Linked DNA regions of Sus scrofa: region 1 is linked to region 2. A link is a contact called in public Hi-C data. All regions are on one chromosome and are shown on one strand. The core of a region is the stretch at or near the end of the contact, and the rest is flanking DNA. Distances in the headings are between cores, read along the strand shown. Region 1 has its middle 15 kb from the start of FAT1. Region 2 has its middle 450 kb from the start of ZFP42.

Region 1 (7,206 bases), core at 3,262-5,761, 590 kb after region 2:
TTTCTAAATTCAACTATTGACATAAAAGGAGTGGCCTGTGTGGATGAAATAGTGAAGCATAGGAGGTCAGTCCTCTGTACTAACTGTCTGGCCTTTCAAGTCAGTTTGTCCTTTGATTGCTTCCTCCCTCCTCAGGAATTTGGCACCTTCTGGGTGCTCCCAGGTCTGAAGACTCATAACCCTCCATCTCCTAGCCTCTTGGTGCCCTCCTCTCCCTTTCAAAGCAACATACACCTTAAATTATTTGTAATAACTTCAACTTCCTAATTGTATAGATGAGGAGAATGAGACACTGCAAAGAACCAAGGAGGGTAAGAAAGAATATTGATCCTAGGTGCTTAATAGACACTGTAGATGATGCTGGGGGAAAGTGCTGCCTGTGTGAGTGATTGTTATCTCCCTGGCAAATAAATGGCATTCGATAAATATTTTCGAAGGAAAAAAAATACACGAATACATTTTTACAATGTGAAGCAGGTGTCATTCCTTATCATAGATGAGGAAACTAATTTAGAGATCTCTTAAATGACTTCTTCCTCAAGGCCTTATAAGCACAGGCAATACTCCAACACTTAATCTTTTTTCTTAATGCTTTAACTCCTTCCCTTGTTTCCTGTATCCTAAGGGTTTTGCTCTTTACCTTTCAAAGATAACAGCCAGCTAAACTGACCACTAAATCTAGATCAATGGCTTTGAAGGTATTAATAGAACCTGTTCCTAGCCCCCTTTCCTTTTCCAGGGATCTTTGAATTTTAATGCCAGCCTTCTGGGGACAGAGTCAACTCAGAAATGGCTCCCTGGGAATTTTACGGTGTTGAAATTTTATTTCGACACTTCAGCTCCTTTGGGGGAAAAAAAAAATTCCACAGCAGATATTTTCCTGGCGCCTGAATGCTTACACAGAAATGACGCATTTACTTGCGAATTAAACTTCAACAGCATCTACATTTATCTTAGTCTATATTACGAGGAGTAGACATTGATTTGTCTATTGGCCCCTATCGCTGTGGATGACTCCTAAGAAACGTTAGAAACTGGCTCCTCCTCCACTTCTCCTCCCACCCCACGGATCCCCGTACTCTTCAGAGTACGGGCTAAAAACGTAGACGCTTTTAGAAAGGATTTGAACATTAAAATATGGCTCCGTAATTTTCAACGCAAAGATCACAAACAGCGATTGAACACGAGAAGTATTTAAAATAGATCACATCCTGAAGTTGGAGGGCTACAAAGTACAAGTCGTCCAGGCCAGTCTGCAGAGACTCTTCACGCTTCCGCCCTGCAAAAACCGGGAGGCGTCACTTCGCGACGAATCTCAGCTGCAGAAGAGAAAGAGCATCACCTGCAGTTCGAGCCGTGGGAAACGCGGCCGGAGCGGGCTAGCGAGAAGGCAAGCCAGCGAGGTGCGCGCGCGGGGCCGCTCCGGTGCTGAGTGCGAGGAACGCCAGAGCTCCCCTGTGCCGGGGAGACGCGGCAGGGTGGAGACGGGCAGCCGCTTCACCGCCAGGATCGCAGCCATCGCTGCAGCAGAGGAGCCTGCCCAGCCTCCGAGCTCGCCGCCGCTACCGTCCGGGAGGCGGACCCGGCTGGAGAATCCGGTCCGCGCCGCGGGGCTGGGGGCGAGGCGGGGCGCTGACGTCACCTCCCCTCCCCCACCACCTCCCGGAGGGAGTGAGTGGGGAAAGAGGCAGTGATCCGCCGCAGCTCCCAGCCGCAACTCCTAAACTCAGCGGCTCCCTGCCCGGACTAGTCCAGACAAACTTGGTTTCTCTTCGGCCCTCTCTCTAGCCCTCGCGCACTCTCATTTCTCCTCCTTTTGGTGCTCAAGTTTCACCCAGGACGGAAGCCTCTAGAGATGGGGCCACCTGGGCTGCGCGGGCGCTTCGCACTCTCGTTGGGGACAAGCTGAAGATCCGAGGGTAGCAAAGTTGGTACTTCTGGCACGGCTTTTTTTTTTTTTTTTTTCTTAAACAGCCAAATCGCGTAGGGATTACAGAGCTGCTCGGACTTCAACGCGGAGCAACGAGGACTCGGCTGGACGAGTGAGTTCCTTTCTTAGTGCAAGCCTTTTTGTATTTAAGTTTAAACGTAAATGAAATTACGTGGTGTTTGGCTAGTACAGGGAAGCGAATGCATCCTACAGGCTTTCCGCTCCGGTTGTGCTTGGCTCGGAATGAAAGATCAGTATGCATAGGTTTTGGAATTCATAAAATACTTACAGGGCACTGTTGAAAAGAACTTGAAAAGCTATGCTGTTTGTGCATTATTTCGAATGTAACTTATTATAGAAATGGTGCCCAGGGAGGATGCATCGGGTGCGCGTGATCTGCAGTGGCGCAGCGCCCTCTAGTCCGGATACCCGGCAAAGCGCGCGCTCCCTGTGGGGTTCTGAGCCCACCACGAACTTGGACCTGCCGGTTCTGGGACGTGGGCTTGAGGCAGGTCAACAATACCCTGGGCTTCAGTTATCACCCACTAAGGTCGGTTTTATGTCTAATATACAAATACCAGCTTGGGTGGACTGGATGCAAAGGCGGTGCTTGGCAGAAAGCTTTTTCTGTTTTTGGGAACCCACTCCCATCCTCCTAATTTTCTTGAGCCTCTGGGGACTGGGTTAGGAAGGATCGACTATTGAGAGGACAAGTGAGGAGCTTGAACTACATTTCTCGTTCATATGAAGGTAATGTGATAGTAGCAAAAAGGCATCTCTTTTCGTTCTGTTGGGGCTAAAGGATCAGTAAAAACGTGGCTGCACTGGCCTCTGAAACCTCCATCTCTGGCTCTCGGCTGTTCCTGTGGCGACAAAGTGCAACTTCTTCCAGGCAATTAGGTTTCTCAGGGAATCCGGTGAATCGGAATTTCCAAACAGATGTTTTAGTCCAAGTGATCATTGTTATTTATTAATGAACGGTAATTTTCTCCAGGAATTCTTTTGTCCCATTTAAAAAATCTTGTGATTTTATCTTGCAGAATGTTGTTCTATCTTTTACTGTTCTCCACCCCCACCGCCCCCCAAACAAACTGTTGGCATTCATGGGTGATTGTGTTCTGCTTGGAGTTAGAATTCAGCAAGGGGCACAAAAGAGTTGAGCTTAGCGATCAGGTCACCTTTTTTCCACGTTTTCCATGTATGAAATTGACCTGTAACTCTAGGAGCCCTTTGCGCAGTTATGGCTGTGGCTGGGTGTTTGGATGATGATGATGTTTGTTGCACGGGTGAATTTGTGCGTATTCTAAATAACTGGCAGGGAATATGCCACATTCTCATAGTGCTACGAATCAGCACACTCAGTCTGCAGGCATTACTTTTCCTTCCTAACCATAACCTGCCCACACTTTTTTTTTTCCACTCACCTTCTTTGAGATGGTGTAAGAGGAGACTGCATTAACTTTGAACTAAGGCAATTCCCTCTTTAACCCTAGATTCCCTCGCCCTCGTGGTTCCCCCTGCAGCCCCCCTCCACCGGTTCCAGGGAAATCATATCTCTTTGTCCTCACAGTGTTAACATATTTGAGCTCCACAAACTTTCTGAGGTCATGTCCGCCCTCTTCTGAGGGCTGTTTCCCAACGGCCGGGAGCACTCCTGGCAGCGCTGAGCCGGCGTCTGGAGCTTTGCCTGAGCTGAGGCTGGGCTCACAGCCCCGGGATGCCCGGACCTCGCTCTTGGGCTTGGGGGGCGGGGGGAGTTCCCCGAGTGGGACGTCTGGACACCCAGGGTTTCCCCTTCTCCGCGAGGAACTTGTAGATTCTCATTAGACTGAGTTCACAGTTTGCAGGCTGTACTTACCGGGTGGGAAAGCGCACGAGGCGGCACCGCTGTCCTTTGTCCCGCAGACCTGGGAGCCGGGGGTGTCTGCCTGGGAAGGCCGGCGTTGAGGTTCGTTACCTGGGCGGGGGAGGTTCTGGGGTCCAACTGGCTCTGTGAAAAGAGGTCGCGGAGAAAGCTTTTTCATTTGCCCGGGATCTTAGCGTAGATTGAAGAAGTCGATTCCGATCTAACTGCATTCTTTTTGAGATCTTTTGGAAGATTTTATTCCACTGAGCTAATGCAGACCTACAACCAAGGCATTCAAATGCAGATGTAGCAATTCCCTTAAGGTTCCCGAGAATCAAAAGAGAGAGGCGTGGGAAGCGCTTTTTTTTTTTTTTAAATTGTTAAGCTAATGTTTCCCTTCCTAGCAGAGAATATTCTATATTAATTCCCTCCACAAATCTGTGTGTTGGCCATAACTCCGCACTAGAGCGAGGCCCAGACTGTTCCTCGGGGTGTCGCTAGATTATCCTGCGCACTCTAGTCTCTTCGCTTAGAGTTGGCTGCTGTAGCTGCAGGGAGATCCCTGACCTTAGGCGGGGGAGCCCTAGCCCCAGTCCCCGGGTCTGGGAGTCCGGCTGCCGGAGAAAGTCAGGTCGAGTTTCCCCGCGGAAGAAACGAGAGCCGGCGCTTGCGGGCGTGGCCGCGGGCGGAGGGATATATCCCCGCGCCGTGCTTGTAAGACGCGGGGGCCCAACCCCGCGGCTTTGGAGCAGGCTGCAGGACGCAGCCTTGGAGCGAGGCGTGCGGGGAGCGAAGGTGGGCCGCCAAGACCATGCGGTCCTGCGGGACCAACGAAGTCCCCGGCAGGCCGGGACCCCCCTCGGGGGCGCGCTGAGGCGAGAGTGCGCGCCCTGGAGAGTGCCGCCTTCGCTTCAGGCCAACTTTGCTGTAAGTTTGAGGGAAACCAAGCTGGGGCTTGAGTGCCGTGGGCGAGGGTTGAGCGGCGCGCTCCGTGCCAATACCTGGCCGAGCAGGAGCCCTCTGTGCCTGGGGCACGGGCAACTTGCTGCGGCGCGGTGGCGGGCTTTTTACTCCGTGAGACCTTGCTTCTACCCAGCCCTGGACAGTGCACCGCGGGCAGTCTGGGAACTGGGATGGAAAGAAAGTGCCCCACCAGACTGCAGGGGTGCGGAGGCGCTGGCCCACTCGGCAAGTTCAGGGCTGGCCCTGGATTCCAGCAGGTTTGGGGAGGAGGCGGAGGGGCGGGAGCGGATAATTCGCATCGTGACTGGAATGGTAATTACTCACCCCCAGAGCTGCAGCGCAGAGCGGGCAGCGGCCGGGGCTGCACCAGGTTTGGCCCCGGAGCCATTGCTGGAAAGCAGAGCTGCTGCTGCAGCGCGAGAACTTCCGCCTCGGAAAGGAGCTCGGAAACTTCACACGCGCGCTCTGCTTACTTCGGGTAACACTGGAGTCTGCTAAACACTCCACTGATCTGGCTCTGCGCTTAATTCTTCTGATTTGTTAGATATTCACAGCGTAGGTGTGGTGTAAAGAGAATCCAACTGCTAAGGGATAGGATCTTTGCGATGGAGTCATAAGTTTTCTTAGGTGTTTTGTGCCCTGAAGGAGTGCTGCCTTGAGGTTTGATTTGTAACTGGTTGAATGTTCTTAGGTGCGGTTGGTAAATCTTTGGGCTAAACATTTGCAACTGGGCTATTAGTTTATTTCTGTCTCTTTTTTGGAAGAGAAACTTGTAAGGTCTTTAAAAAAGAAAGAGATTCTGGTTCTTTCAGTGCTTTTTCTTACTCCAAGTGCTTTCCTCTAGGAAGTTAACTTTCCGTTGTCTCTGTAAGATTTTTTTTTTTGTTCCCACTGATGTGAATTGTGGCGCTTTGAAAACAAGGACCAATTGTATGCATTAGGAGAGTAAACTCATAAATATTTTCTATGCAGTTAAAGTTTTTTTTTTTTAATGTGTCTGAAGTATGGTTTTATTAAGTGGCTTTTGTTAAGCAACTCCCTGGTGCCTAGTAGAGAAGTTTTGTTGTTGTTTTTTTTTTTAATTGGATATTTACAGTTACTATTAAAATCGCAAAAGGTTTAAACGACAAATGATCTTCAGTTATTTTTATATCTTTTACAAAAGCAGATTCTTAAGGCTTCATATACAGAAATAGGTTTCAGTGGTTTAAGAAGATATCCATCTGCACGTGTTAAAAGTAGGTAATGGTGATGTTTATCCTTATTACTCTTAGAGTTGTGGTGCTCCAACACATCCAGTTACTGCAGTTACTTAGAAAATGTGTTTCTCCAGGTCTGTAGGTTAATTATGATGTTTGGCTTTGTGCTTTAGAAGGACGACTCTGGTTCCACAAGTAGAATTATTATCCCCCTTTCTTTGCTATGTATTTAAGCTTTATAATGAGTGTAAAAGTATTTAAAACATTACATAACTTTTAAAAGTAATTAATATAACCCTAAGTTATGTCAAACATGGCACTTAACGCATTCATTGTAAGGTTTGACTTAAATAACATTTGTGTATTCATTCCTGGAATAATGAATATCTTAAATGAGCCAAATTCTTTGTCACTCTGAAAGGAAGTGAGATTGTTGGAAAACGTAGAAAATCTCTAAGGCCATCTGTATATGTATTCATATGTATCTTTTAATTAGTTACTAGAAGTACTCCTAGTGGGGTCCCATCATGTTAATAGATCATTTAAATCCATGTTATTGACAGGCGCCAAAAGAAGAATCTAAAAATTATGTGCAGGAGTTGCTCTTGTGCTCAGCGGTTAACCGGACTAGTATCCATGAGGATGCAGTTTCCATTCCTGGCCTCACTCAGTGGGTTAAGGATCTTGTGTTGCCCTGAGCTGTGGTGTAGATGGCAGCTCTAGCTCCGAGTCCACCCCTAGCCTGGGAATCTCCATAGGCCTCAGGTGTGGACCCCCAAAAGACAGAAAATGAGATAAAATAAAATAAAAATTATGTGCAAAGTAATGCTGTTTTTATTCCCCGGATCCTGTGCCTTCCTAGTGTAGGTCTTCAGGCTTAGTTAGCTCTTGAGACATCTCTGAAGCAGTCATTTCTTTGAATGTTAGAAGTGAAAGTGTTATTACAGATTATTTTAACTCCCTTGTCAAGTCTACCAGCACCTGTTTCCCAACCAAGTTTGGCTGGTTTTACATAGAATCAGTAAACCTAAGCAAATGAGTGCATTCTTGTTGCATTAAATGTTGTCTCCCTGGCCTAATTTGTGGCCTAAAGGACCTGCTTTGATAGCAGGAAGCCATAAGGCTAGGTGTCTGTTTAATCTTTATGAGTAGGAAATTGCTGTAGGTAAGCTTTCTTTTGACCAAATTATATAGATGATGAAGCCAAACTGTGTCTTTTTGTCTCACTTAATTGTTCAATTTGCAAGTGTTTATCCTGAGGCACTGGT
Region 2 (7,287 bases), core at 3,688-6,187:
CCATCACCTTTTTCTCCTCAGTTCTTTCTCTGAAATCTCAGTTTTCCCCCATGCACTAGACACAATACTCCCTTTCTCAGCATTTATGGAGTCAAAACTCCACACTTAGATTCTGCAAACTGTTGCTTCTTCTATCTATGATTATAAGTCAAAACATTCTAATACTCCTCCAACCTCAACTTGGATTTCATTCAAATTTACCCTAATTTCCACTCATCACATCTTTCATGTTACAGCTAAAGATGCACTTCGTTTAAAACACGTTCTTTATTTCTCTATCTCAAATTACTTTAGAATTCATTAGCCTATCTCTGTATTATTTGTTCGTATTTTAAATATTTTCCATACAAATTTTTATTTCCCCTTTCATAGGTTAAATCCAGTAACGAGACTTTATTCTCTCATTTAGAAATTTACACTTAGAATCATAGAGTATTAGGCCCACAATTCACCTTAGCGATCATCCAGTTCAATGGCCTCATTGTAATGATTCACAAATGGAATTATTTTACAGTCTCCATTAACATATAACACAATGTACATGGTAAATATGCAATAAGCATGGTTGAATAAATGGAATTTAACTGTTCTCATTACCTTTATGTGGTTGGCAGCATTTATTTACCACTTCTATGTGAAACAGTGGTAGATGCTCAAGAAATAGAATTGAAGTGAAGCAGTCACAAGATGAGACAGATCACATTAAAGCAGGCGACTCTATTAAAGTTGTAAACATGGCGGAGGGGTGGGGGTTGGTGTGACGTGCTGGTAATCAGGTGACTCCTAAAGAGGGGATTTCTCTTGGGGAATGTAGGTTGCAAGGAATCTTTTAATCTTTTGCACATTAGTAAAGGTTGATTTAATTAAAAGAGTAAGATTTTAGAAGTTGAATGATAGTCCTGAAACATCCAGGAAGATGAAGTACTCATTCATTATCTCGTATGCTCTGTCATTCAATGTTAAATTGTAGGATCAATTCTTTAGAGAGAATGTGTTCTAAATTATATTAACATTCCTAATTAGTTCTATTCTTTCCTATAACATGATTCTTCTAGGACAGTTCCTCTAATTGTTGAATTTGAGCATGCATTTATGGTTGTAAGAGAAACCATCTTTATTTAAAGTCATGTTCCTCATTTTGGAAGCATTTAATTTAAATATCTAAGTTAAAAATGCAGTTAGTTGGTCTCTGGATTAAGAGAGGATAGGGGTTAAGCCATGCTCAGGAGGTGAATGATTGCCCAAATCTATTTAATTGGTTTCTTTCCTGGAGAGTCTACCTTAAAGTTCAGAAAAGACAAGAAAGGAGAATCAAAGTAGAAAGCTATTTTAGACCAAGGGCAATGAGTATATAAAGTTAAATCTAAATTACAGGATTAATAACTGAGTAAATAGAAATAGCTAAGAAGTGAAATAGGCAGAATATTTGGGATTCAAAGTAAATGCTGTACACTATAGAAGCACAAGATTTTCCTTCTTTTTTTTTTTTTTTTTTGACTTCTTAGGGCCACACTTGCAGCATATGGGAAGTTCCCAGGTTAGAGGTTGAACTGGAGCTACAGCTGCCGGCCAAAGCCACATCCACAGCAACAGCAGATCCAAGCCATGTCTGAGGGCTACACTGCAGCCCTTTGCAATGCCAGATCCTTAACTCACTGAGCAAGGCCAGGGATCCAACCCACATCCGAATGGTTTGTTAACCACTGAGCCAAGAATGAAGAAGGGAACTCCATTTTTTTTTTTTTTTTTTTTTTTTTTTAAGGAGACTCACCTGTAGAACATGGATGTTCCCAGGCTAGGGGTCAAATTGGAGGAGCTGCAGCCGCTGGCCTATGCCACAACCACAGCAATGTAGGATTTGAACCACATCTGTGACCTACACCACAGCTCATGGCAACACCAGATCCTTAATCCACTGAGTGAGGCTGGGGATTGAACCTGCTTCCTCAGGGATACTAGTTGGGTTCATAACCCACTGAGCCAGAACAGGAACTCTGAAACACATGATTTTTAAAAACTGTAACACACATTCATGAAAAAATTCAGACACTGTGTAAAGGCATTTAGAGGAAAGTAAAAGTCTCCTTTCCCACATTTAATTTGAACTTCTTAGCAATATTTGTTATCTGTGTCTATTGATTCCTTTTCAAAACTTCTCGAACACACCTCCATCTTTATTTCCATATCCATCTGCCTACCAGCCTGCTTACCTACCTATCTACCTACTTATTTATCCATCTTTTGTCTATAGCTATCAGTATCAATCTATGTTTCTCTGTTCATGGGTACATGCAGTTTTAACAGGAATTATTACACATTTCGCTTTTCAATGTTCCCTTGTGTTTTAAAAGTTCACAACATACCTTGACATCTTTTCAAATCAGCAATTGTATTTTATCTCCTATTTTTTTTCACTGCAAAATATTCCATTATATAAGTGTGTAATTTTTAAAATCTAATCACTGCCTTATTTATAGGCATTTAGATTCCTTTGGGAGGAAGATCTTTTCTTCTACCCAACTAGATTCTTCTGGCTGGTCTGAAAATTAAACTGATGTGAGATAGATTAACAGGAAAGAAATCACACAAAAGTGCATAGTATACATGGGAGAGACTCCAGAAAACAATAATTTGCCAAAGTGGCCAAAATCCTCACTTTAAATATTACTTTCAGCTAAAGACGAAAGAGGCTATTGGGGGTAATGGTTTGGAACTTTAAGGGAGGAAGGCAAAAAGACATGGCCAATGGAAAAGCAAGGTTTGGTAATCAACAGTTGGCTGGGCCCTGAAGAGACAGGGGACACAGAAAGGGCTTTTAACATACAGGCTTTGCTAGGTTTCTCCCTATCTATACCCCTGGTTTATACTATAGTTATCTATGGTTACTGCTCCCTGCCTGGAACAAGTCCTCTGTCTACATTCTTTGGGCAGCTAAGACGGAGGTCAAAGTTTCTTCCTGAATCTTTTGGGCATTGACTGTTTTCAGCTCAAAACAAGCCACATGCCAAAGAGATATTTTAGGGTGGCAAATATTTTAGGGTGGCAAATTTTGCTCCGCTGAAATACAAGGTTTCTTGTAGTGAACCTCCCTGGGCATATAACTCTGTGATAAATTCGAGGCATTTTAAAGGCTCCTAAAGAGGAGAAGTGAGCAATGCTTTCAAGAAGGTTATATAGTTAGAGGAGAAATGAGTGAAAATTGTTTTTACCAGGTGGAATATTGAATTGCAATTGGTGTCAGAGCCACACTGCATAGGAATATATGCATATGAAAACTCTCATTCGTTCAAACAATTTTTAGGTAAAGCCAAGAAAGTTAGAGACATTTTCCATATTTTAGAACCCACTTAACACTAATTATATAATCCAATTTATCATTCTGAATATTACTGTTTTTTTTGGTTAAGTTCGAATGAAAGGCACTTATGCAGAACAGAAGGAGCATTTTTGTCTTGGCAACATTTTTCTTTTTTTTTAAATCAGAATCAGCAGTGAGTCTGTCCAGGAACTGAACTTTGTCCTAAATCATTCTCTACTTAATTGTTTGTCAGAGCTTCCCAAACTACCAGTGGTTCTTTTCCTCAAGCCTTATAATTCCTGCAGACTTTAGGACAGAAAAATAATTGTTGCTTGGGAAAAACTAATTTACAATACTTTCAAAATCCATGGATAGTCCATTCCAGGTCTCTAATCTAGGATAAAGCCAATGATCTCTCTCACAAGGATGACATAAAGAGAATAGTTATTGTAATATTTGCAGAAAAACTTCCTCTTAAAAGTATTTAATAACGAATTTCCCCTATTTTAGTTATGTGAAAAATTGTGAGGGTGAAAATGGGGTGAGAGATAAAATACATGCACATACACAACATGCACACACACACACACACATACACATATAAGTATATTTGATCTTTAGTGAAACTCTTAAAAATCTTTAGTCCTCTGAGGATGATACTCCTGCAGTAGGCATTGGTACCAAGGTAGGTTCTCTCTGGGGTTATAGGGGTATGTAACTGTACCTTTTTGTCCTGCCCAGGTAAGGGAGGGGTGTGAAAGGAATTAAGATCTGAAAGAGGTCTTCCACAAGAGAAATCATGCACACAAGTCCAGACAAGATCTTTGCAAGCAATAGAAAGAGAGCTAAAGATTGGAAGCAGCATTGCTGTCCTATTTATGATGGTGGATGCATTTAGTTCAGTGCTTCCCAGGAAGTTCCTGTTGTGGCTCAGTGGTAATGAATCCGACTAATATCCATAAGGATGTGGGTTTGATCCTTGGCTTGCTCAGTAGGGAAGGATCTGGCATTGCCATGAGCTATGGTGTAGTTTGCAGATGTGACTCAGATCCCCAGTTGCTGTGGCTGTGGTGTAGGCTGGCAGCTGCCGCTCCAATTCGACCCCTAGCCTAGGAACTTCCATGTGCCGCCCGTGTGGGTCTAAAAATAAAAAATAAAAAAAATAAATAAAAAGAAAAGAAAGAAAAGATCAGTGCTTCCCAATCTTCCATTTGCACATGAATTTATGGACCTTACTAAATTGCAGATTCTAGTTGAGTAGTTATGAATTTCTAACTCCCAGGTGATGCCAAGGCTACCGTCCTTTGAGTTGCTAGGTATTAATGGGAAGATTCCTTGTGGAAATGGGAGGCAAAGCTGATTGAAACTGGCAATTGATAGTGAGGGCAAATAAGTTCATTTCCTTGGAGAGGCTGATGCTCATGCAAGGCTTCAAAGGACTGCAAACATAGTTGTGTGAATGTTGATGAAATACTTAGCAATTTCTGTTACTGTTGGAATGCTAATTTCAGTAGCTGAAGAAAACATGTTTGGCAAATAGCATCAGAAAATAAACCGTGGTTGCGCATTGCCAACCAAAGAGTGTTGCTCGCCATCTGGCTCTACAAGGATTGAGTCACTGGCCACTGTAGTCACTGAGCTGACTTTCAACATACCCTGAAAGGAGTTCAGGGTGCAGATCAGGAATGATGGAACTGCGCTCTGGCAGAGCAGGCCTTCGGATAGATATTTTTAGGAGAAAAAATTTTGAACCCAATTTCTAGCATCTTCCCTTATTTAGAAAATTGCTAATGTCATTAACTAAGATTCCTCTTAACTAGCAGCTACCTTCTATGAAGATGTCTGCTTGAGTGCCCACACCCTTTCTCCAAAATCACATGTATGCTGATCTCCTTCACCCTTTGTAGGAGTTCCTCAGGGCTATCTCAGAGGCTGTCTCCAGTCTCTGGTCCTCAGTGAGGCTCCCAATATAACTGAAACTCACAGCTCTCCCATGTGTTTCTATTTCAGTCAACAGCATCCAGTTCTCAGAAATCTATTTTGGTCTAGAGTTATAATTGCACTTCATTGGACTCTGGAGGATGGATAGGAATTGAAAGGAACCAAGAGGAAAATGGGCAAGAGAATTGGAAGAAAGGGACCCCCAAATATCTATAATCCTCTGACCCATCATAGCAGAGATGTTAGTAGCTCTTTGTGGGCAAAGATTTGCTAGAAACATACATACCCTATGTCTGCATACACAAATTAATTTCACTGAAGAGAATTCGTTTGCTTAGCTATTGTTCTCCAGTGTGAAATTTACACTGACAAATTACTGATGTAAAGCAAGCTTTCATTTTTAAAGCAGTTTTTCACCTCGATTTGGTAAAGCCATATACTTTCAAGTTTAGATTGTTTCACACAAGGAAGATGACAAATTGTATCATATGGAACTATAATTCCTCCATATATTGTCATGTCTCCTCCTACTATTACAGCTAAATATGTCATGAAAACTATCTAAATGTTCATTAATATGATCATTTAGATCTGAATTTAAGTGATCAATTTATTCCAAATCTTTAAATTACCTATGTTAATAATACAACCTGTATATTGTAGTCATGTTAAAGAAAATTTTAATTAGAAGACTAAAGAACAATAGAAACTATAGAAAATCTTTTAAGTTCTGAAGATAGAAAAAAATCAAACTTTGTAAAATATAATCAAAATGTTTCCAGAGTACTTACAGTTTTAAACATGAATAGAGAAAGAAAAATTAACATATAGGGAAAAATGAAACGAAATATTTTTATATACTATTGACAGTCATATGAGCTGCAGTTTTCCCTTTTCTATTTATTGATATCATTATTTTCAAGAAGCATAGCCAAAGCCTGGTATTTTACAATTGTTCAGGAAACATATTTTTTATTATCTGAATAATACTCAAGGAGTTTCAAAAATGATTGCTTTTGTTGAAGAGAGTACAAAAGTAATGTATTGACTTCAAAATGTCCTATTTCAAAACTTTCCCATTTTATATTTCTTTTTTTTATTCATGTACATTTTATAATTAACTTCCACATTTTGACCAAAGAATGGTGTGTCCTTCGGCCTAACCCCTGCTTTTGTTTATGCATGGATGTGTTTTGTGCTTTCCGTATGTAATCACATTTTGAAATTAGATTTAATGCCTTAAATTTGGGTCGAAGTGTTGAGAGAGAAACACCAGGTAATTTGACTTTTAAAGCCAGTTCTCTTACTTTCTGCTCCATCTCTATATCATTTTATTGTTCTCAGACTCTTCTGGCAACATAATTGAAATGCTTACACCATTTTGAACCACATTTAGCTCCTTTAAAATGTTAAAATATTGAAGCTAGGAAATATACCAAAAGTATGTTTAATCCCCCCCCCCATTTCTAACTAGGTAGGAAGCAGTCCATCAACAACATTTATTGGAGTCTCACTGGGTGCTGTGAGCAGTGGAGTAGATTATATGCAGAAGTGTTGAAAAACCTTGGGGAATGTATCCAGTCTAGGAAGATTTGGCTCTCTTCAGATTTTGCTCCTACAAAGGAAAGAGCCTTTTCGTTGCCAGTAAAAATTCAGATGAGATGATAGAGAGGTGAGGAACTGACCCAGAATCAATATGGCTAATCACAAAATTTAAATAGATAATCCTAAACCCTCAATGATGATAAGGTTGAACAGTAACATAGTTAAAATAATTTTTTTTTTAATTTGCTCTATATATCTGGAAATCCAAGTCAAGGAAGAAATCAAGACATAGCAGCTATGTAAATTTATGCAAGTTTTGACTGAGGGTTCTGTCTATCTATGCATCTATGTTTCCGTCAATCTGTGTGTGTGGGTATGTGTATCTATAAGTATGTATGTATCTATTTTTATGTGTGGGTACATTTTTATGTATATATTATGGTCTATCCATTATCATTTTATTTTGATTCGAAATCAGAACTTTAAGTTGTTAACTTCCTCCT

The links. A called contact is a pair of places that touch in the nucleus more often than the background predicts.
Region 1: a contact with region 2 is called in a Hi-C map of fetal heart ventricle, with 2.7 times the contacts expected there. The contact joins two enhancer-like sites. A contact is called at or near these places in 2 of 47 Hi-C or Micro-C datasets (embryonic fibroblasts and fetal heart ventricle).

Annotation. Positions count from the first base shown.
Region 1 is chr17:8,447,395-8,454,600 of Sscrofa11.1, forward strand. No RefSeq gene overlaps it. Among named protein-coding and RNA genes, the nearest start is that of FAT1, 15 kb to the right of the region's middle. Within about 2 kb of position 4,512, at least 54 of the 83 cell types and tissues checked have an H3K27ac peak or open chromatin away from gene starts, as enhancers often do.
Region 2 is chr17:7,856,129-7,863,415 of Sscrofa11.1, forward strand. No RefSeq gene overlaps it. Among named protein-coding and RNA genes, the nearest start is that of ZFP42, 450 kb to the left of the region's middle. Within about 2 kb of position 4,938, at least 5 of the 83 cell types and tissues checked have an H3K27ac peak or open chromatin away from gene starts, as enhancers often do.